Regions from separate parts of the Mus musculus genome. Here region 1 is linked to region 2. The links are chromatin contacts, called in public promoter capture Hi-C maps. All regions are on one chromosome and are shown on one strand. The core of a region is the stretch at or near the end of the contact, and the rest is flanking DNA. Distances in the headings are between cores, read along the strand shown. Region 1 overlaps Smg6 (Smg-6 homolog, nonsense mediated mRNA decay factor (C. elegans)). Region 2 overlaps Mettl16 (methyltransferase like 16).

The links. Capture Hi-C pulls out chosen DNA fragments and counts their contacts.
Region 1: a contact with region 2 is called in a promoter capture Hi-C map of adipose tissue. The contact joins two enhancer-like sites. A contact is called at or near these places in 2 of 484 Hi-C or Micro-C datasets (B cells and embryonic fibroblasts), 1 of 115 datasets of contacts at active chromatin or transcription factors (bone marrow-derived macrophages) and 1 of 9 other capture datasets (adipose tissue).

Annotation. Positions count from the first base shown.
Region 1 is chr11:75,156,830-75,159,822 of GRCm38.p6, reverse strand. Smg6 (Smg-6 homolog, nonsense mediated mRNA decay factor (C. elegans)) reads right to left here. Exons shown (of 19, transcript NM_001002764.2): 17 at 436-647. Among named protein-coding and RNA genes, the nearest start is that of Hic1, 12 kb to the left of the region's middle. Within about 2 kb of position 1,327, at least 38 of the 459 cell types and tissues checked have an H3K27ac peak or open chromatin away from gene starts, as enhancers often do. A contact at or near this core is called in adipose tissue, where this site is marked.
Region 2 is chr11:74,799,069-74,802,342 of GRCm38.p6, reverse strand. The region is part of intron 6 of Mettl16 (methyltransferase like 16); the gene reads right to left. Among named protein-coding and RNA genes, the nearest start is that of Mettl16, 30 kb to the right of the region's middle. Within about 2 kb of position 1,347, at least 24 of the 459 cell types and tissues checked have an H3K27ac peak or open chromatin away from gene starts, as enhancers often do. A contact at or near this core is called in adipose tissue, where this site is marked.

The DNA.
Region 1 (2,993 bases), core at 78-2,577, 360 kb before region 2:
GGAGAAAGACAGTGTGAAAAGCACCACTGGGCAGGAGGGGGCGCCATGCAGAGGCAGAGGTACTTCCAGGGCTATGTCCTAGAGTCCTATTCAGACATGCTTTGGCTCTGCTTGGCTGAGTCTGTCTTCAGTGATTCAAAGAGCAAGGAACTCTCCCCTCCTGGGCCTTGATGTTGGCTACCCTTTAGCTGCCCAGGTTCAAAGGGCTTCTTTTACTTCTTCCTTTTGGGAACACCTTCTCCCCCACCCCACAAGACAGGGTTTCTCTGTGTAGCCCTGGCTGTCCTAGAACTAGCTCTGTAGATCAGGCTAGCCTTGAGCTCACAGAGATCCACCTGCCTCTGCCTCCCATGAGTTCTGGGATTAAAGGTGTGTGCCATCACTACCCAGCTCAGGAACATTTCTAATAATGGACTTCTCTCTGGGGGGTCTCACCAGCTGTCCAGTAATGTCCTCACTTCGGAAGGCGATAGATTCAAGTTCATTGCCACGGCTGGTCAAGGCCCGCAGGCAGGAGTCCCGACTCTCAAATCTCCGTTCGAGGAACTCAATGGATTTTCGGGCCTTTTCTTGCACCACACGGGCATAGCCCCCAGCCCGGTGGTCTGTCTCCTGCCCTTTGGCGAGGCCGTCCAGCTCATTGATCACTGACGGGACAGAGTTTATAATGAGCAATTATGCCTGTCTGCGTCCTCTGCTCTCTGCCCAGTTCCTTTCTCAGGCAACAGAGGCCACCTTCCCATACAAGTTTTCCAATGAATCTGGTAGGATAGATACTTGTGGGTATAAGAGGGGATCTAAGACTTTTGGTGAGCTCTAGCTCCTTTCTGCCTCTTCCTCTGAGCTCCATCTTCCTCCCAGGGGGAATTTATAGGATTATCTGGAGCTGGCATTCCTTATAGTATAGATCAATGAAAACATAGGAGCACAAGGTGAGTGGGGTGCTCTTCTTCAGCTACTCGGGTCTGAGCCGTAGCAGTCTAAAAGGAGGCAGGGTTCTACTGCCCTGTCTGGCAGAGTACAGGGAAGCCACAAGGAAGAAGGACAGCCACACTGAGTTGCAAGGGCCCTGGTATTTCGTAAAACCATAACCTTGGCACACATTACTTCCTTGAATCTACGTGTGTGTGTGTGTGTGTGTGTGTGTGTGCGCGCGCGCGCGCGCGAGCGTGCACGCGCCTGTCTGCTTGTCTATGTGTCTGGGACATGGCTTCATTTTCTGGTGAAGATTCTTTCCAAAATTCCAGCCAAAAGCCTGAGGTCAAGTGGGAAATATGCACTCCTTGGGGGCTTAGAGAGAGTTTGGGGTCTGAGGCCTCTCCTTAGTGCAATGATTCATGGCTTGGGGAGTCGGCATGAGCATGCTGTTCCATGGTGAGCCTGGCACTCATTGTCTGGGTATTCAGAAACATTTTCTGGAAAGGGCCCATATGGGAACACACACACACACACACACACACACACACACACACACACACACACACACGTGCGCATGTGCACACACACACACACACACAGACACACCCCCATGCTTTTAGCACCATGAAGCTGAAAGGTCCAGATAATGTGTAGCAGTTATGGTACAGCAAACAGAACATCAAACAGGAAAAACTGGTATTCTATCCCCAAATCTGCTTTCCTGCTTCCAAACTAAACAGGCTTCAAAGGGGACGCTTGTTTGTGCTTCTGCACCAGGCGGGACTTCTCAATGCTGGGGTCAGACCTAAAGAGCACAGAGCAGGTTAAAGAGCACAAGACACAAGCAGGGAAGGCTTTCCACTTAACCCTTTGTTGTTCTGGCCAGAAAGCAGGAGTCCACCAAGGAAAGTATGAGTGAACAGGAGCTCTGCTTACATCCTTGAAATATAGGGATCTGCCCAGCTGATACAGGGTCAGTGTCTAGTCTGTGTGGCTGCAATGCATCGGTCGGTTGCTAGTACCCTTAGGCTCACTATGTTCTGAAATATATCCTCTAGCATTTATCCCTTTCCTACCAAATCTAAATTTCTTTATCAAACTTAAGCTCTTTAGGGCCAAGGGCCACAGATCTGACTTTTTCCTGTAATTATTAGGAACGAAGAGACTAAGCGCACACGAGGAGCAGGGCAGCGCCGGTGACTGCTAGCATAGGAAGGCAGAAGAGGGATGTTCCCACTCGCAGGTGCCTCCTTGAGACACCAGTGAGCTTTCTCAGTTATACCAAGTGCAGACCAGCTAACAAAAGTGACCAATCGACTTTCTTTTTCCTAACTAAAAACCTCCTAGGAGGAAGGTGCAGTGCTATGGCCTGTAAGTCAGTTCACTCAGAAGGGCAGTGGAAAGCTCAGGGCACTGTGTGGCTCTGGTGCTCGGCCTTATGACAGAAGCTGCTCTTCTTTTGAAGTGGAGCAAACCTTCCCTTAGGTCTAAGGGCCTGGGTTTAAGAGCTTCTGTCCAGGCCACATGGGGAGGGGGAAGGAAGACAGGGAGGGAGGAGGACTGCTTCAGTGCCAACATTCTCAGGTGGTGCTAACGTGTTTCCCACAACCCCCCAGGGTTCTACAGGCTCTGCAGGGGCGGATGTTTCCTGCCCTTTGTTTCCACCCCCATCTGGCACTAAGACACTTGGGACTGGGAGGGAAGGCCCAATGGAACATCTTGGCATGGATGTCAGAGGTGGCCTGTCAGGCAGACTGCCAGTCTAGTGCCTTTTTCAGAGAATAGTGTTCTCGAACTTACTTCAAATGGCTGCTGGCAGAGGGATACTAAAGATCCTTGTCTTTGCAATCATCGTACACACCCCTTCCCCCCATAGGACAGCCATCAGCTGCAGTAGCTACATTAGCTGTATTTGACAGGTACTCAGAGATCAAAGCACAACCAGAGGCTGACCTACCATTCAGCTTAAGAACTAGGGGTACCCAGTAATCTCCCATGAGCACTCAGCTAGGAAAAGCAGGCTTGCTGGACTTCAAGATGCTAACCAGTACCAATGGCCCAAGTGGTAGGAACTG
Region 2 (3,274 bases), core at 98-2,597:
CTTCTGGTGTGTCTGAAGACAGCTACAGTGTACTCATATACATAAAATAAAAAATTCTTTAAAAAAAGAAAAGAAAAAAAATCAACCAAAAAAAAAAGGATGTATGAAAGAGTTAAGTCATCACAGAATATATAGACATGAAAGGGAAACACAGAAGTGGGGAAGTGGGTGAGAAGCAAGAGAGATTGAGAGTCTAGTTCCGGCTACCCTCCATCTTTCTGTGTAGCCTGGATGACTTTGAACTTCTGACCCTCTGCCTCACCCCCATCTCACCCCAGTGTTAGGATTACAAGCAGGTACCACTATGCTGGGTATGTTCAGTGCTTGTGGGTTGGGACTGAGCCCACAAATTTTTGCATGCCAGACAAACACTCTATCAATTTACCCACATCCCTAGCCTGAATACAATTTTTTTTTTTTTTCGAGACAGGGTTTCTCTGTATAGTCCTGGCTGTCCGGGAACTCACTTTGTAGACCAGGCTGGCCTCAAACTTAGAAATCCACCTGCCTCTGCCTCCCAAATGCTGGGATTAAAGGCGTGCGCCACCAAGCCCGGCACTACAAAAAATATTTAAAAACAACTTTTACTATACAATCTCATAACTAGATACAAATTCTTCAGAAGACACTTCTTAAACTCTAGAAGTAGGTGACTCAAATGGTTCTTGTACCAACTAAAGCCAAGTTTAAACTCAATCTCTTCCCAGCCCAAGTTCTTTTATTAAGTACATTTAAAGAAGAAGTACAGGGCTGGTGAGATGGCTCAGTGGGTAAGAGCACCCAACTGCTCTTCCGAAGGTCCAGAGTTCAAATCCCAGCAACCACATGGTGGCTCACAACCATCTGTAACGAGATCTGACTCCCTCTTCTGGAGTGTCTGAAGACAGGTACAATGTACTTACATATAGTAAATAAATAAATCTTTAAAAAAAAAAAAAGATCCATAAAAAAAAAGAAGAAGATGTACAGGCTGGGTATGGTGCAAAGCTATAAATTACCCCCAGCACTCAGGAAGGGTAGCATCAGAATCAAGTCAGTCTCAATCATAGATTATATGAGTCTGTCTCAAAAAAAGGGGGCACAGGGGAAGGTGCTTGCGTAGCACAAACAAAGCCATGGACAAAATGGTGCATACCTTGGGAGGTAGAGGCAGGAGAATCAGAAATTCAAAGTAATCATCCACTAAATAATGAGTTCAAAAGCTGCCCTGATACTTGAAAATTGTCTCAAAGACACATATAACCACCCCTTTCTAGCTTCATATGTAAACGAGCCTAACCACTAAATGCTGCTATAACCTCAAGAGATACCCTGTGACAACTCATCAAAATGCAAGTGGAACAAAAAGGAACAAAGGAAGCTCTGGCCCCCCGAGAGACCATGAACCCATTACAGCTTTTAATCATGGAGCAGTGCTCTGCTCATTACAGCATTTCCCAATTCCTCTGAGACGCCAAGTTTCAAGAAAAACTATTTTGAAATAATTTCTGGCCGGTTAGAGTTGCAAGATTAATACAAGTGACTCTCCTACACCCTTCACCCAGGTTCACCCACTAACAAGTCCCCATGCTCTGTATCTTTTCTAACCTATTTGGGAGGTGGCTTTGAAACATTGCTGAACTGTACATTTTGGCATGTACAGTTTACAGATAACGGACTTTCCTTTTGGTAACAACACAGAGCAAAGATCAAAACTAGAGAAAATATAATATTCCCATGATATTATGACCTGGCCTGGAATATTACCCCAATCTTCCCTGTATACACACTCCAGTGCGTGGCTGTGCATTTCAGTTGTCTGTCATGTCTCCTTAGTCTCTTTAATCTGAAATGGTTCCTTGATCATGCATTACTTTCATGTCAGGAAGTGAATTAGTTTTGGAGTACCTGTTTTTGTTGTGAGGGAAACACAGGTTCTCCTGTGTCCTTCTAGGGATATCAGACCAGGAGCTCATGGGTGGGGACAGTCCTTGTGGCTTCTGCACTTTAAATTTCCCACTCTTTGAAAGTCAGTACTCTAAGGAGAGATACTATGTAAATACCCTGTTCTTTGCTGTTTTTCAATGCTTAGGATTAAACCTATGTACAAAAGATGCTTCATACTTACTATACCACTGAGCTAGAGTCCCCAGGCAATACCCAGCTCTTCAAATTTCCCAATGTTGGTTTCTCCCAGAGATCAATTATTACTGTGACAACTACAAAACGATGACCTTCCTAGCTTCACTGTTTATGGAGTTATTCATTAGAACATAATTTGGCTTGGATTAGGTCTTATGTCCTTCTAATATATGTCATTTGGGGACATTCATTCTTACTTTGCAAGATATTATAGCCTTGTGTTTATTTTGACCCACTCTGTAATCAATTATTTGAAAAAAATGCTGTCATTTTAAAGACTGACCCATGGAAAAACAGTAAGAAATTTGAAGAACTGTGACTCATTTCAATGGAGAAAGGATAGTTAGAAATTTAAGCCAATTTTTAAACTTAAGTTATAATAAAAAAAGAATGTTACAAGCAAAGGCTTGGAATGAAAATGGCTGAGTGTAACCCCTTAGTGCACATGAGTAGAGTGCTGGAGCAATGGCCTCCAGTCACCAGAGCAGCCGAGATCTGCTTTATCTCAAACTCCATCACTAAGCTGACATCAATTCTAAATTGTCATGGCTAAAAATAAACTCTTATATTCCCCCTTCCAATATGAAGCAGCCCAGGATGGCTACATGCTGCAACTGTTGTCAGTTCTGAAACAGAACTGCAGTACAGGCCACTAAAATGTATCAGAAAATTTGCCTTGGAAGTAAAACGCACTGTTTAACTTTACCCTTCAAGTTCCTCAACTGCAGAACAAAATATGGTGGCTCCAACTAAATTGTTACTGAGCATGACTTTAGCCTTCTGAATTTCTGTATGTCTTCAGAAATAAGAAGAAAAACAATAACATTTAAAATTTTAAACGATCTTAAGTACAGGTGTTTTGCCTGACTATTATGTGCATCACGTACATGCCTGGTGTCTTTCTGGAGTTACCGAAGGTTGCGAGCCACCAGGTGGGTGCTGGGATGACCCTGAGTCTTCTAAAGGAGGAACAAACGCTTTCAACATTAAGCCCAACTTAAGAAAAAAAATGCTTTAGATGCATACAAGGGAAGATATGTAAGAGATTTTTCTTTCTCTCTCTTTTTTTTCTTTCAAGGTAGAGTCTCATGTAGTAAGGCCTTGAACCCCTGATCCTTTTCCCTCTGCTTTCCAAATGCTGGGATTACAAGGC